Linked DNA regions of Mus musculus: all the other regions are linked to region 3. A link is a contact called in public HiChIP or PLAC-seq data. All regions are on one chromosome and are shown on one strand. The core of a region is the stretch at or near the end of the contact, and the rest is flanking DNA. Distances in the headings are between cores, read along the strand shown.

What was found. HiChIP or PLAC-seq counts read pairs in DNA pulled down with a chosen protein or histone mark.
Region 1: a contact with region 3 is called in an H3K27ac HiChIP or PLAC-seq map of bone marrow-derived dendritic cells, with 2.6 times the contacts expected there. The contact joins the promoter of Dph2 here to the enhancer-like site in region 3. A contact is called at or near these places in 14 of 39 promoter capture datasets (the 3T3-L1 cell line, 3T3-L1-derived adipocytes, the C10 cell line and 8 more), 3 of 484 Hi-C or Micro-C datasets (bone marrow-derived macrophages and embryonic stem cells), 11 of 115 datasets of contacts at active chromatin or transcription factors (the 230-238 cell line, bone marrow-derived dendritic cells, bone marrow-derived macrophages and 5 more) and 5 of 9 other capture datasets (adipose tissue, embryonic stem cells, liver and 2 more).
Region 2: a contact with region 3 is called in an H3K27ac HiChIP or PLAC-seq map of bone marrow-derived dendritic cells, with 4 times the contacts expected there. The contact joins the promoter of Slc6a9 here to the enhancer-like site in region 3. A contact is called at or near these places in 1 of 39 promoter capture datasets (liver), 1 of 484 Hi-C or Micro-C datasets (liver), 4 of 115 datasets of contacts at active chromatin or transcription factors (the 230-238 cell line, bone marrow-derived dendritic cells and kidney) and 3 of 9 other capture datasets (adipose tissue, embryonic stem cells and liver).

Annotation. Positions count from the first base shown.
Region 1 is chr4:117,890,399-117,894,316 of GRCm38.p6, reverse strand. It overlaps Dph2 (DPH2 homolog), which reads left to right and starts at 2,314. Exons shown (of 6, transcript NM_026344.3): 1 at 2,314-2,607; 2 at 2,890-3,002; 3 at 3,199-3,422; 4 at 3,616-3,918. The coding sequence starts at 2,461. It also overlaps a transcript of Ipo13 not described here.
Region 2 is chr4:117,833,014-117,836,711 of GRCm38.p6, reverse strand. It overlaps Slc6a9 (solute carrier family 6 (neurotransmitter transporter, glycine), member 9), which reads right to left and starts at 1,454. Exons shown (of 14, transcript NM_008135.4): 1 at 1,235-1,454.
Region 3 is chr4:118,149,822-118,153,581 of GRCm38.p6, reverse strand. Kdm4a (lysine (K)-specific demethylase 4A) reads left to right here. Exons shown (of 22, transcript NM_001161823.1): 12 at 272-392. Among named protein-coding and RNA genes, the nearest start is that of St3gal3, 17 kb to the right of the region's middle. Within about 2 kb of position 1,326, at least 70 of the 459 cell types and tissues checked have an H3K27ac peak or open chromatin away from gene starts, as enhancers often do. A contact at or near this core is called in the 230-238 cell line, adipose tissue, bone marrow-derived dendritic cells and 2 more, where this site is marked.

The DNA.
Region 1 (3,918 bases), core at 1,065-3,564, 260 kb after region 3:
TGTAAGTTCAAGGTCAGCCTGGTCTATCTACACAGTGAGTTCCACGATATCCAGCGCTGAATAATGAGAACCTGTCTCAAAAAACAAAACAAAGAATGGAGGGGACACCTAGCTCTCAGGGAGGGTGTTACCATCCAAGCTGCCTAGCCTGGAACCAAATACTGCCTGTTCTTGCTCCCAGGGTGAGAGGCTACAGTACAGCAGCATCAGCAGCCCATATATACTCCTGTTAGATTCATGCATACATTTAATCAGCAACCTAATCTGAGTACTAGGTCCCTGGTTCTAAGCCAAACAAAGGCTGGCCCCATCGTAGCTAATGTACTCAGTAGAGAATGGGTTCAGAATGGCTGTGTGGAGAAAGTTGCATTTCTGTTGAGAATATGTGCCTTCAGGATCCACCTGGGGTATGGGAAGAAATGGTGTGGAGATTAGATTTCCAGGATGGATGTGTGGTATGGTATTTTATTTTTATTTATGTTCATTTATATTGAGTACATTTCAAGGGGTCAGAGAGCTGGGCTGCAGCCAGTGTACCACCTGCACCTTGATAAGGTGTTTTAGAACACCACTTGCACGTGGTCAGGAGGGCTGTAGAAAGTAAGGTGGAGTGAGAGGAACTGGAAGGCCTTTCATCCCTTAAAGGAGGAATAAGGGTTACCTAACGTTGCCTGTGTACCCCTAGCTCTCCCTCTTAGCACCTTTAAGGCAGATCAGATCAGTCCGTCAGGACCACGGACAGCGCACGGCAGCCGGACTTCTTCCTTTATTTTCTCAGCTGTAGTTCTGTCTGCCCTGCCCTTCTGGTTACCCATCAGTAAGATCAGAAGAACGGGCTGAGTTCGCCCCACTCCCATCCATGACATCTGAATCCACTTGCTGGATGGGGTAACTGCATCCCATCCTCTGATCTTCCCCAGCTTTTGTACTGATTCTGCCTTTCATTCTTTTCCATCCAGTGTCTTCCTCAGCCAGCTAGTAGCATCAGTGTCTTCCACTTCATTATTTATCCCGCTCCTCAGTCCCAATTAAAAAAAAATGTGTATGTGTGTATGGCTGAGTTTATATCTGCGCACCACCTGAGTGTAGTTGCCTGCAGGTATTAGAAAAGGGACAAAAAAAAAAAAAAAAAAAAAAAAAAAGCTGGGCGTAGTGGCGCACGCCTTTAATCCCAGCACTTGGGAGGCAGAGACAGGCGGATTTCTGAGTTTGAGGCCAGCCTGGTCTACAAAGTGACTTCCAGGATAGCCAGGGCTATACAGAGAAACCCTGTCTCGAAAAAAAAACAAAACAAAAAAAAAGGAAAGGGACCTCCTAGAACTGGAGTTGCACATAGTTATAAGCCACCATGTGGGTGGTGGTAACTGAACCCACTGCAAGCACAGCAAGTGCTCTTAGCCACTGAAACATTTCTCCAGCCCCGTTAGTCCCATTCCCACAGTCCTGATTTCTCAGCTCTCCTGGAGGATGCAGAGATGCGCCACATGTTTTCAGTCCTTTTTCCCTACGGCATCACGTGAAGAGAGTCTTCCTCTCCCATCCCTCCTTATGATAAGAAGTCGTGTGGGAGAATGTGGGATGTAGCTCAGCCAGAGAGTCGTTGCTTTCCATGCACGAGGCCCCAGGTTCAGTCCCAAGGAGGTGGGGCGAGAGAATAAATTCGGGCTCTAAAGCCCAGTTTCTAGAACCAGCAGACATGGTTTTGTTTTTCTTATCTATATGGGATAATTCTTGCTTCTAATGATGAACTGGTGAACTTAGCAAGGGTCAGTGTTTGGTTGACAGACCGTGAGGACAACAGGTTGTGGGACAATTCTCTAGCAGGCAAAGTAAAGGACATAGAGACATTTTACGATGTCTGGCAGTAAGTACCTGCTCACAAATATTCAAACCCAAGCTGTGGGCACTGAGTTGGAAATTATGCAGTACTGGGAGATCCAGCTCGGTCACACAGCAAGACCCTGTTTCAGATTCTGGGGGCTGTGAAGATGGCTTGGTGGATTAGGGAGCTTGCAGCCAACCCTGAAGAACTGAGCTGTATAAGGACCCTTGCTCTCACTGTATGTATATACGTGCACACGCGCGCGCGTTTAAATATGATCAGCAGATAGCGCCTGCTCACACTGAATTAGTGACTTAGAAATTAGAGGGCACCGGCAGGCTGGCCTTAGGGTATCCGGGAAGAAGCTTTAGCCAGTGGAACCACAACACCCACAAGGCTTTGCGGCACTTCCGATTGGTCCTGAGTGAGAGGCTAGTGATTGGTTCTCTGTGGGAAGTCCTTGAACCCGGAAGTAATCTCCGTAGGTCCATGTGTAGTGGAGAGCCGGGAATTTGGAAGCGTACGGTTTGGATCCTAGGACCCGAGGACAGGTTGGTCCGGATCCACAAACAGAGCTGCTGTGACCTCGAGGACTTTTGAGGGTGCAGCTGCATCTCACCCCACCCAAGCTGCGCCCAATGGAGTCTACGTTCAGCAGCCCTGCGGAGGCAGCCCTGCAACGGGAGGCGGGCGTTCCAGGACAGTTCACTCCTCCTGAAGACCTGGACCGCGTGTATGAGCTGGAGCGAGTTACGAAATTTGTCTGCGATTTAGGTTGTCAGCGGGTGAGGTCTGGTTCAGAGAAGGGGGCGCGAAAAGGGGGCGCGGGGCGCGGGCTCTCCTCTGGGTATGGGTTGCGGAGATTGGGACTTTGGGTCGGGATCCGCCCGTATCGCACGGATTACCCACAACTCTGTGGGGCTGGCTGCCTCCTTAGAAGTAGGGGCTTGGGATGTTTAGTGGGTTTTTTTGTTTGTTTGTTTGTTTTTTTGTTTGTTTTTTGTTTTTTTGCAGAGGCTGTTGGTGGAGGAGTGAGGTTGTCGCTGACTTGTGGCTTGTATTTACAGGTGACTTTGCAGTTCCCTGACCAGTTACTAGGAGATGCGGGAGCGGTGGCTGCCCGGCTGGAGGAAGTCACAGGAGCTAAGATGTTCATTTTAGGGGACACAGCTTATGGCAGGTATGGGGTTTCCCAGCCCACAGTGTCTGCCTCCAGTGACCGTGTTTGCACGATGAGAAGCTCCTGATGCCAGCTTCCCTCAGTCACAGTGAATTCCTAGCTTGGTGCCATTTTCTCCACTGGCCACATTTCCCATTGATGACAACTCTTCTCTCCAGGTAGGGAACACCTCTCACCAATGCTCTCTCCCCTGCAGCTGCTGTGTGGATGTGCTGGGCGCCGAGCAGGCTGGAGCTCAAGCCCTTGTGCACTTCGGTCCTGCCTGCTTAAGCCCCCCAGCCTCGCAGCTGCCCATCACCTTTGTCCTTGGTCAGCGACCCGTTGCTTTAGAGCTCTGTGCAAAGGCCTTTGAAGCCCAGAACCCAGATCCGACAGCCCCGGTGGTACTGCTGAGTGAGCCAGCTTGTGCCCATGCCCTAGGTGAGAAATTATACCTGTGAGGGAAAGAAGGGTGGGTCCACAGCTTCATGCCTTAATTCCTCCTATTTAAGCACACTTACCTAGAGCTCTTGGCCTCAGTTGGCCTGGCTTGTCCTTTAGGGTCACATTGAGGCATCTGGGGATGAGACATCTCTTACTTTGCCAGACTTCAACTCTGATGCACCTCTTTCAGAGCCTTTGGCCATGCTCCTGCTCCCAAAGTACCAAGATCTGCTCATCTCCCGCCCAGCTCTTCCCCTGCCAGTGGGATCCCCGAGCTCACAGCCTGAGTCCCTGGAGCGTTTTGGGCGCTGCTTCCCCCTGAATCCAGGGAGACGTCTGGAAGAATATGGTGCCTTCTATGTAGGGGCTTCTCAAGCAAGCTCGGACTCCAGCCTTGATCCCGACCTGAGCAGACTGCTCTTGGGTTGGACACCAGGGCGGCCCTTCTTTTCCTGTTGTCCAGATACAGGACAGACACAAGACCAGGGTGCCA
Region 2 (3,698 bases), core at 205-2,704, 320 kb after region 3:
AGCGAGGGGCGTGGCCTATGGAAAACAGACCCGAGAGGGGGTGCGGCCCCTTTAAGTAGCTGCCCGGCCGGACTTGAAGGCCCGGGACGGGCTGGCAGTGTGGGGCGCGGTCACTTTTGGAGTCATGGCACCGCCCGGAGTGCCCACTTCCTCGAAACGAGACCGGTTCGCTTTAATCAGTGTGCAAGGTGTGTTGGGGGGCGGGCGTTACATCAGCCACCACGTGTGCGCCTCTCAGCTGGCGTGGAGGATGCCGCCCCGCCCCCCGCGGTGGAAAAGTACCCGGGTGCCGAGGTCTCCGCCCCCTTGCCCCGCCCCCGCCCGTCCTCGGCCCCTCCCGGGTCTGCGGGCAAGCCCCCTCCCGGCTCGCTGGCCTCAGCTCCGGCCCGTGTGTGGCTGCCTGCTGCGGGGTACAGGCTGGGAGCAGGCGCTCGGGAGCTGCGGGAAACCAGGCCTCACCTGTGGCCGCCCGCACTCGCCGCAAGCATGCCCAGAAGGAAGGCTAGAGTGAAGGCTCGAGTGGCAGGGCGTGGATTTTTTCCCCCCAGAGTAGCAGTCCCCCAAAACCACTCTCCGCCCCGCAATCCCTTCTCAACGCTGCAGCCACGCGAGCCGCGGACAAAAGAGAACCGGAGGGCGCTGGGGTTCTTCCTCGCTGCTTCCCAGGAACCGCGGGCGCGCGGGAACCGGCACCCGGCGGGCGAGTGGGCGGGCAGATTAGGAAGGCCGCCGGCTGCGGCGCCCAGATAGATAGCCAGCACGGCTGGGAGAGGAGGTGGGGCGAGAGGCTGCACGCGGGGCACAGACCCCGCTGCCGGCTCCCGGCCGCGGCAGACCCACTGGCGCCCCAGAAAGACCGAAGACGCTCTTCGGTTCCGGCGCTGCGCGCACAGCCCCGTACCAACCACCTCCGACCGAGCCGGCGTCGGCACGCAACGCACCCCCTCCATTCCGAAATCACCCTCCCTCCCGTCTGCTTTAGTTCCTTGGTGACAACGATGACACACAGACACACGCACCTACCCAGACCTTCGCGGCGAGACAGACATCCCAGTGCGAGCACTCACACTCTTAGCCACAGATACCCGCAAGCAAACGCTATCTCATCCACGCACCACACACACATCCATACACATCCTGGGGCTCAGCCTCCCAGAGTCACAGAAACGCCCAGAACGACGGCTGGACAGACCTAGGCTCGGGCCGCAAAGCCCCCTTCCCCCAGCTCTCTTACCATACTGCTGCCCCCGGCCCAGGCGTGCTGGGTCCGCACCGCGGTGCGCCCAGGTGGCTTTCTTAAAGGGAAAGTTGCATCAGCCTCCCGAGGCTCTCTGCAGCCGCCAGTCCTCCCGCCCCGCCGCGTTGCCTGCCGCTCCTCCAGAGCTTGTTGTGTTTTGGTTTCGGGGAGGCGGGGGCTAAGAGTTTGGTGAAAGTTTGGAGAGTGAAGAAGGCTTGAGAAACCTAGCCAAGTCCCTCCCCTCCCTGAGCGGCTCCCCTGGCCGCCCTCCCCCGCCCTGGTCCCATCTCCTCCCTCCCGCGTGCCGACTACTCAGACTCCTCCTACCAGGGAATAAGATTACAAGTGGCTCTAGTTTTCTGATGATTGATCCTCACGAACCCCTGGGAGTGGGGCTCGGCAAAGGAGTCCCCTTCTCCTTCGCCTCTCTGCCCTTCAGTTGGGACACTTGGAGGAAGCAGATGTCCTCCCCTTCGGGCTAGGCTTGGAACGAAGCCAAAAGGCCTGGGGCGCTTTGGGGGGCTGGGGCTGCAGTTAGCCCGCCAGGCCCCTGGCCTTCTGCGCCTGCGTTCCCCCTAGAGAGACGTCAAGAGCAAATTCCGTTCCCTTTGCAGTAGCGCCGCTAGAGACTGTGGGCACAGCTGAGTAAAGCCTGGGGCCCACTCCTTGGAATTGCAAGGCTGGGGAGCCCTTTCTCCCCGAATTCTCCACCACTGATTTGATCAGCCCTACCTGGTTAGTTGTGCCACAGAGCCTACCTACTTCAGGTGCCTGGATTGCAGTATCTGCCAAAAGATGCTTTGTTGAGCCTCAGTTTCCTCCTCTGCAAAATGGAGAGAATGACTTAAGGAAATGCATACCCACGTGAAACTCATTGCTCCAGATTGGCAGTGGTGCCTAGCAAATGGAACAGGCTGCCACATTTGCTTACCTTGAGCAAGCTGCCAACCCTCTATCAAACCAGACAATACTGATTGCCAGAGGACTGCTGTTGCTTCGCAGGTGCTCTGCAAAAGGCCCTGGTCTGGAGAGGCAGGCTCCGGATTCCACTCTGTGCCCCGAGTTCTCACCATTTTCCGGCCAGGAAACTTGCTTGTTTATTGACATCCAGTCTCCAAAGAGCAGGCGCATCCATGTCAAAGCCGCGCACAAGATCAACTGGTGTGAGAAGCCACCTTATTAATTTATAATCACTGAAAAAGACAGCAGCCAGCACACTCCCTTCAGTTGGGCCTCTCTCTACCCCACGGCTCAACCACAGCCCTTTCCCAGAACTACCTTCTTATATACTGCTTTCTGCTGTCATGGAACTCACAATCTGTTCATTCTCGAGATTTGGTCAGATCTAGGAAGGCACTTATGTCCCTTTTGAGTTTGCCCGTGAACACAGCAGTTATAAGCCTGCTTGGGGTTTATAGTCTCCCACGAACTAATTACCAGAGTTTTGTATAGAGTAGAGAGGGGACACACACGCAGATCTACCTAAGCAATCTGTTGTGCCTGTGGGCTTTTTTTTTGGGGGGGGGGATTTGAGACAGGGTTTCTCTGTATAGTCCCGGTGGCTGTCCCGGAACTAACTTTGTAGACCAGGCTGGCCTTGCACTCAGAAATCCGCCTGCCTCTGCCTCCAAGGGCTGGGATTAAAGGCGTGCACCACCACCACCTGTGGCCTTTAACTTTGCTTATGTAGAAGTTTCTGGGAGTCTAACTGTGGGTCCTGCAGCAGGCTGTGTAGTTGTGTGTGTGCTCAAGTCCTGGATCTGACCAGATAGTATCTAAACACTTCTCATCTTCCCTACCAGGACTTGGGTTCCTCTACAAGTTGTTTATGGTCTCTCATAGCCTGCCTCCTCTTTAGATTATCCAAAATGGCTCCTTCCCAAGACAGATGGACAGGAGGCTCTTGGGAGAAGCTGCCAGGTAAAGGGAAGGTTGGGGCTGAGGGAGGGGCTTCCATCTAACTTATAGGGATGCGATGGACCTAAAAGGCATTAGGATGGTTCTAAGAAAATGTTTAAAACTTTATTTTGAATTTTGAAGTTTTCTTTCTTTATTCTCTTTACATCCAGATTTCAGCCCCTCCTGCTGGTACCCCCTCACACACAGCCCTTCTCCGCTCCCTGAATTCTTTTCTTTCTTTTTTTCTTTCTTTTTTCCTGGAGTCAGCATCTCACTATGTAGTTCTGGCTGACATTGTTCTCACTATATAGACTAAGCTGACCTCCAACTCAGTGATCCACCTGCTTCTGTTTCCACAGCCCTGGGATTAACAGCTTGTATGCTGAGCTTTCTATGTGGAGGAGGTTGTTTTGTTGGTTTTTGTTTATTTGCTTCTGGGATGGTTTGATTTGGTTTGGTTTGGTTGGTTTGGTTTTTGAGACAGTAACCACCATGTATGCAGCTCTGGATGACACAAAATTCGCTATGTACTCCTGGCCGGCTTTGAACCTCTGGCAGTCCT
Region 3 (3,760 bases), core at 77-2,576:
GTGTCAGGAAGAGCAGCTTAACCACTGAGCCATCCATCTCTCCAGCCCCCAAATTGACCTTTTGTTCATTTCTACATTATTTGTTCCCTGGGCCCCTCTTCTCCCCTCAGCTCTCCTGCCTTCCCTCCCTTCCTCCTGTTTCTGAGACTTTGTATCCCACACGTGGCCCTTCAAGCCTTTGTCCTCTAAGCTCAGCCTCCCGAGAGAGGGGAGGCTCTCGGGTGTTTGCCCTGCGGTGTCATCACCTGCTGATCGGCCCTGCTTTGCTCAGGTTGCAGATGAGTACATGCTTTCCCTGGAGGAGAATAAGAAGACCAAGGGTCGCCGCCAGCCCTTGAGCAAGCTCCCACGCCACCACCCACTCGTGCTGCAGGAGTGCGGCAGCGATGACGGTAAGTCGTCTCCTCTCTTCACTAGACGGAAAGCGGGTCCCCACAGCGAGCCTTGCCCTCACCGGGCGTCAGAGGTCAGGGGTGGGCGTGGGCCCAGGGCCCAGGACAGTTCAGAGCTGGTGGGCTGTGTGATTGTACGCAGCCTCTTTCTTTTCTCTTCCTAGGAGGTACAAGGTTGGTTTTTCAGGATAGTAAGTTGCGTCAGTGATACCAAGCTCTGTGCATGCACAGCTGGCTAAGATATGTGCCTGCCCTCAAGGTGCCCACCGAGGAGTGGGGTTGCCAGCTAAAGGGATGTAAAGAAAGGAGCCCTATCCAAGCTGAGGGGACAGCAGGAATGAGACGGGGAATGGGGGTGCAGGCAGGGGAGCTGCCGGGCAGTGCTGCCTAGCTCAAGCTGGAGGACACCGCTGCCGCCTGAACTGAGCTGAGGGGCAAGGCAGGCGTGGGGCTGGCCGTCCACAGCTCCTCTCACGAGCCTACTGAGGCTGTCCTCACACGCAATAGGGAACCGTGGAGGTGTGTTTGAAGAAGGGGAGCACCACAGTGGGGTTGGCATTGGAAGGACTGCTCCCAGACACCACTGGGCCCGGATGCTGGTGGGGTGGGAGAAGCGGAAGTAGTGAAGACGGCGCCAGCCGGATTGGGCAGCAGTCTGCAGAGCTGGAAGGGTAGACCACAGGGAAGAAGATGAGTTGATGGCCTCATCTTTGTGTCCTAAGGCTTTTGGCTTCAGAAACCCAAGGTTACTGTGGATAGAGAAAATTGATGTGGGAAGACATCGATGTGGAGGAGTATTTTTAAATGAAAGGGTCTCACTCATCAAGAATGCCTAGAAGCTTGAGCAGGGGCTGGAGGTGGGACAGAGGAGCAGAAGAGCCTGGGGAGGAGACAGAAAGGGGAACTAAGAGATCTGTGCAAGAAGAACTAGGAAGTGTAGCTTCGAAGCGCATCTTGACAACAGCAGGGAGTGGTCATCTCAGTTGCCTGGAGCAGCAGGCTGGTGCTGGCAGGCCTCCCAGGTACTGGCTCGTGCATGCTTGTGGAACCAGAGCCACTTGGACTGCTGACTCTCCAGTGCGGAGCCCCTCTCCTCCTCTCCTCTCCTGTGACATGCTGTCACAGCTCATCTCTCAGTTTTCCTCTTAGAAAGTATGGGACAGCCTGGGCACAGGGACAGCCTACAGGCCCTGGGATCAGAAGTGGCCAGACTCTGAGTCTTGTCCCAGCTGTCCCTCTGAGTCTGTGCTCAGAGAGCTTCTGCCTCTTGTATGATTTCTTCCCTTGATGCTTTAAAACGACCCAGGTTAGCCAGGCAGGTGTGCCACACGCCTTTAATCCTAGCACTTGGGAGGCAGAGGCAGGCAGATTTCTGAGTTCCAGGCCAGCCTGGTCTACAGAGTGAGTTATTTTTTTTTTTTTAAGATTTATTTATTTATTTTATGTAATGTATATGAGTACACTGTAGCTGTACAAATGGTTGTGAGCCTTCATGTGGTTGTTGGGAATTGAATTCTTTAGGACCTCTGCTCGCTCCGGTCAACTCCACTCTCTCAGTCCCTGACTGCTCCGGCCCAAAGATTTATTTATTATTATACATAAGTACACTGTAGCTGACTTCAAACGCACCAGAGGAGGGGTCATACGGGTGGTTGTGAGCTAGTTCTTAGACAGCCAAGATTACACAGAATAAAAAACCCTGTTTCAAAAAGGCAAAAACTAACCAATCAGACAAAAAGACACAGACCGTAGGGAAAAAAAGTTTCCAAGAGGCAAAAGAAAAATTATCCAAAGAGGAGTTTGTGAATACTGAGAGCACACACTTCCAGCCCAGGTGTGAATTGTTGTCTGAGTATGTCTTTTTGGAATTATGTAACTGATGTCATCTGTCTCTACTTTTTGTGATAAGCAGTGTTCAGTCATGGCAAAGTGAAAGGAGACTCTGTGTGGTCCCCCCCATGTGTTCATTGCTATCAGAACTTTTACTGTGAGTTTGTCTGCTTTCTTTCTGCTGGTACATTATGGACACAGGGTATAGTATAGCCCAGGCTGTGGTATAGCCCAGGCTGTGGTATAGCCCAGGCTCGCCTTGAGCTCCTCCTGATCTTCTTCCCTCCGCTTTCAGGTGCTGCTCTGGCAGCTTCGGCTTCTCCTGGACACCTGCTGTGTCCCTGAGAGGAGGATGTGGTTATCTGGTCTCTTCACTGTTCTCATTTATTTTTGAGACAGGGTTTCTCGGTTTAGCCCTGGCTGTCCTGGAACTCTGTAGACCAGGCTGGCTTTGAACTCAGATCCACCTGCCTCTGTCTCCCAAGTGCGTGCTGGCTCGCGCTCTCTCTCTCTCTCCCTCTCTCTCTCTGTCTGTCTGTCTGTCTCTCTCTCCTCTCTCTTTTTCTGGCTTTTTAAAAAGGCATTTTTATCTGAATAACAACATTTTCAGTGCGATGCACACGTCTTGACTATAAGGCTCCGTGAAGCTTTACATATGTAAACTGTTAGAATTCTGATCTCTGCAATTTTCACTTAACACAGTGGAAGTCTCCCCTTGGCATTCAGTGTTCACATATGTCATGGTTTGGGCCACTTTTGGCTTCGTGAGTAGAGCAGATGTCAGTATGTGAAGACGGGTCTATGAGCTTGTCTATTTCTGTCCCTGCTGTACTATCTTGGTCCCTCATGTTGGGGTCAGGCACTCTGGGCTCTTAGAGGCTGTCTGGCTCGTTCACACTGACCTCCTTACGCTACAGTGGCCCTTCACAGGGGCTGGCTGTGCACAGTGGCAGCTGCCAGGTCCCTGTAGATGAAACCTGACTATGGTAGGTGGAGGAAGAAATGGCTTCTCTGCATTATGCTAGAGTTGCCTAGAGCGAGCATGTGGGCACCTACAATAGGTGTGCCCACCACAGCTTACGCTAGGCTTCTTTGCAGAGACCTCGGGCCTCTGGGGGAAGGAGTGTTTTTATCGTAGCCAGTAGCACTGCAGTGGTTTGCAAATCCACAGTCCCCTGGGCAGTAGCCTCATGGCGATGCCTGATGGGCGCACTGTCAAAGCCAATTTCCTGTCAGCCACTGAATGCATGGCCAGAGGGATAGACAACAGGGGCTTCTCATCTCCACATGCAACAGCACTTCCTACAGGCTTGCGCCTCCTCATCTGTTTATTGCATCAATCTGTCCCGACGTTTGCTCCTGCTTCTATCAGAGTTCTCTCCAGCGTTCAAAATTGTTAAGGTTCTGCCCTGCTCCTTGACCTTGTGTGTGCCAGGAACTAGTGGGCTTTGCACCTTTCTTGCTTTGTGAGAATAGTTCCACTGTGTTCCACTCTGCAGTGAGTCTCACTCTTGTGGAAAGATGAACCCAGAGGAGGA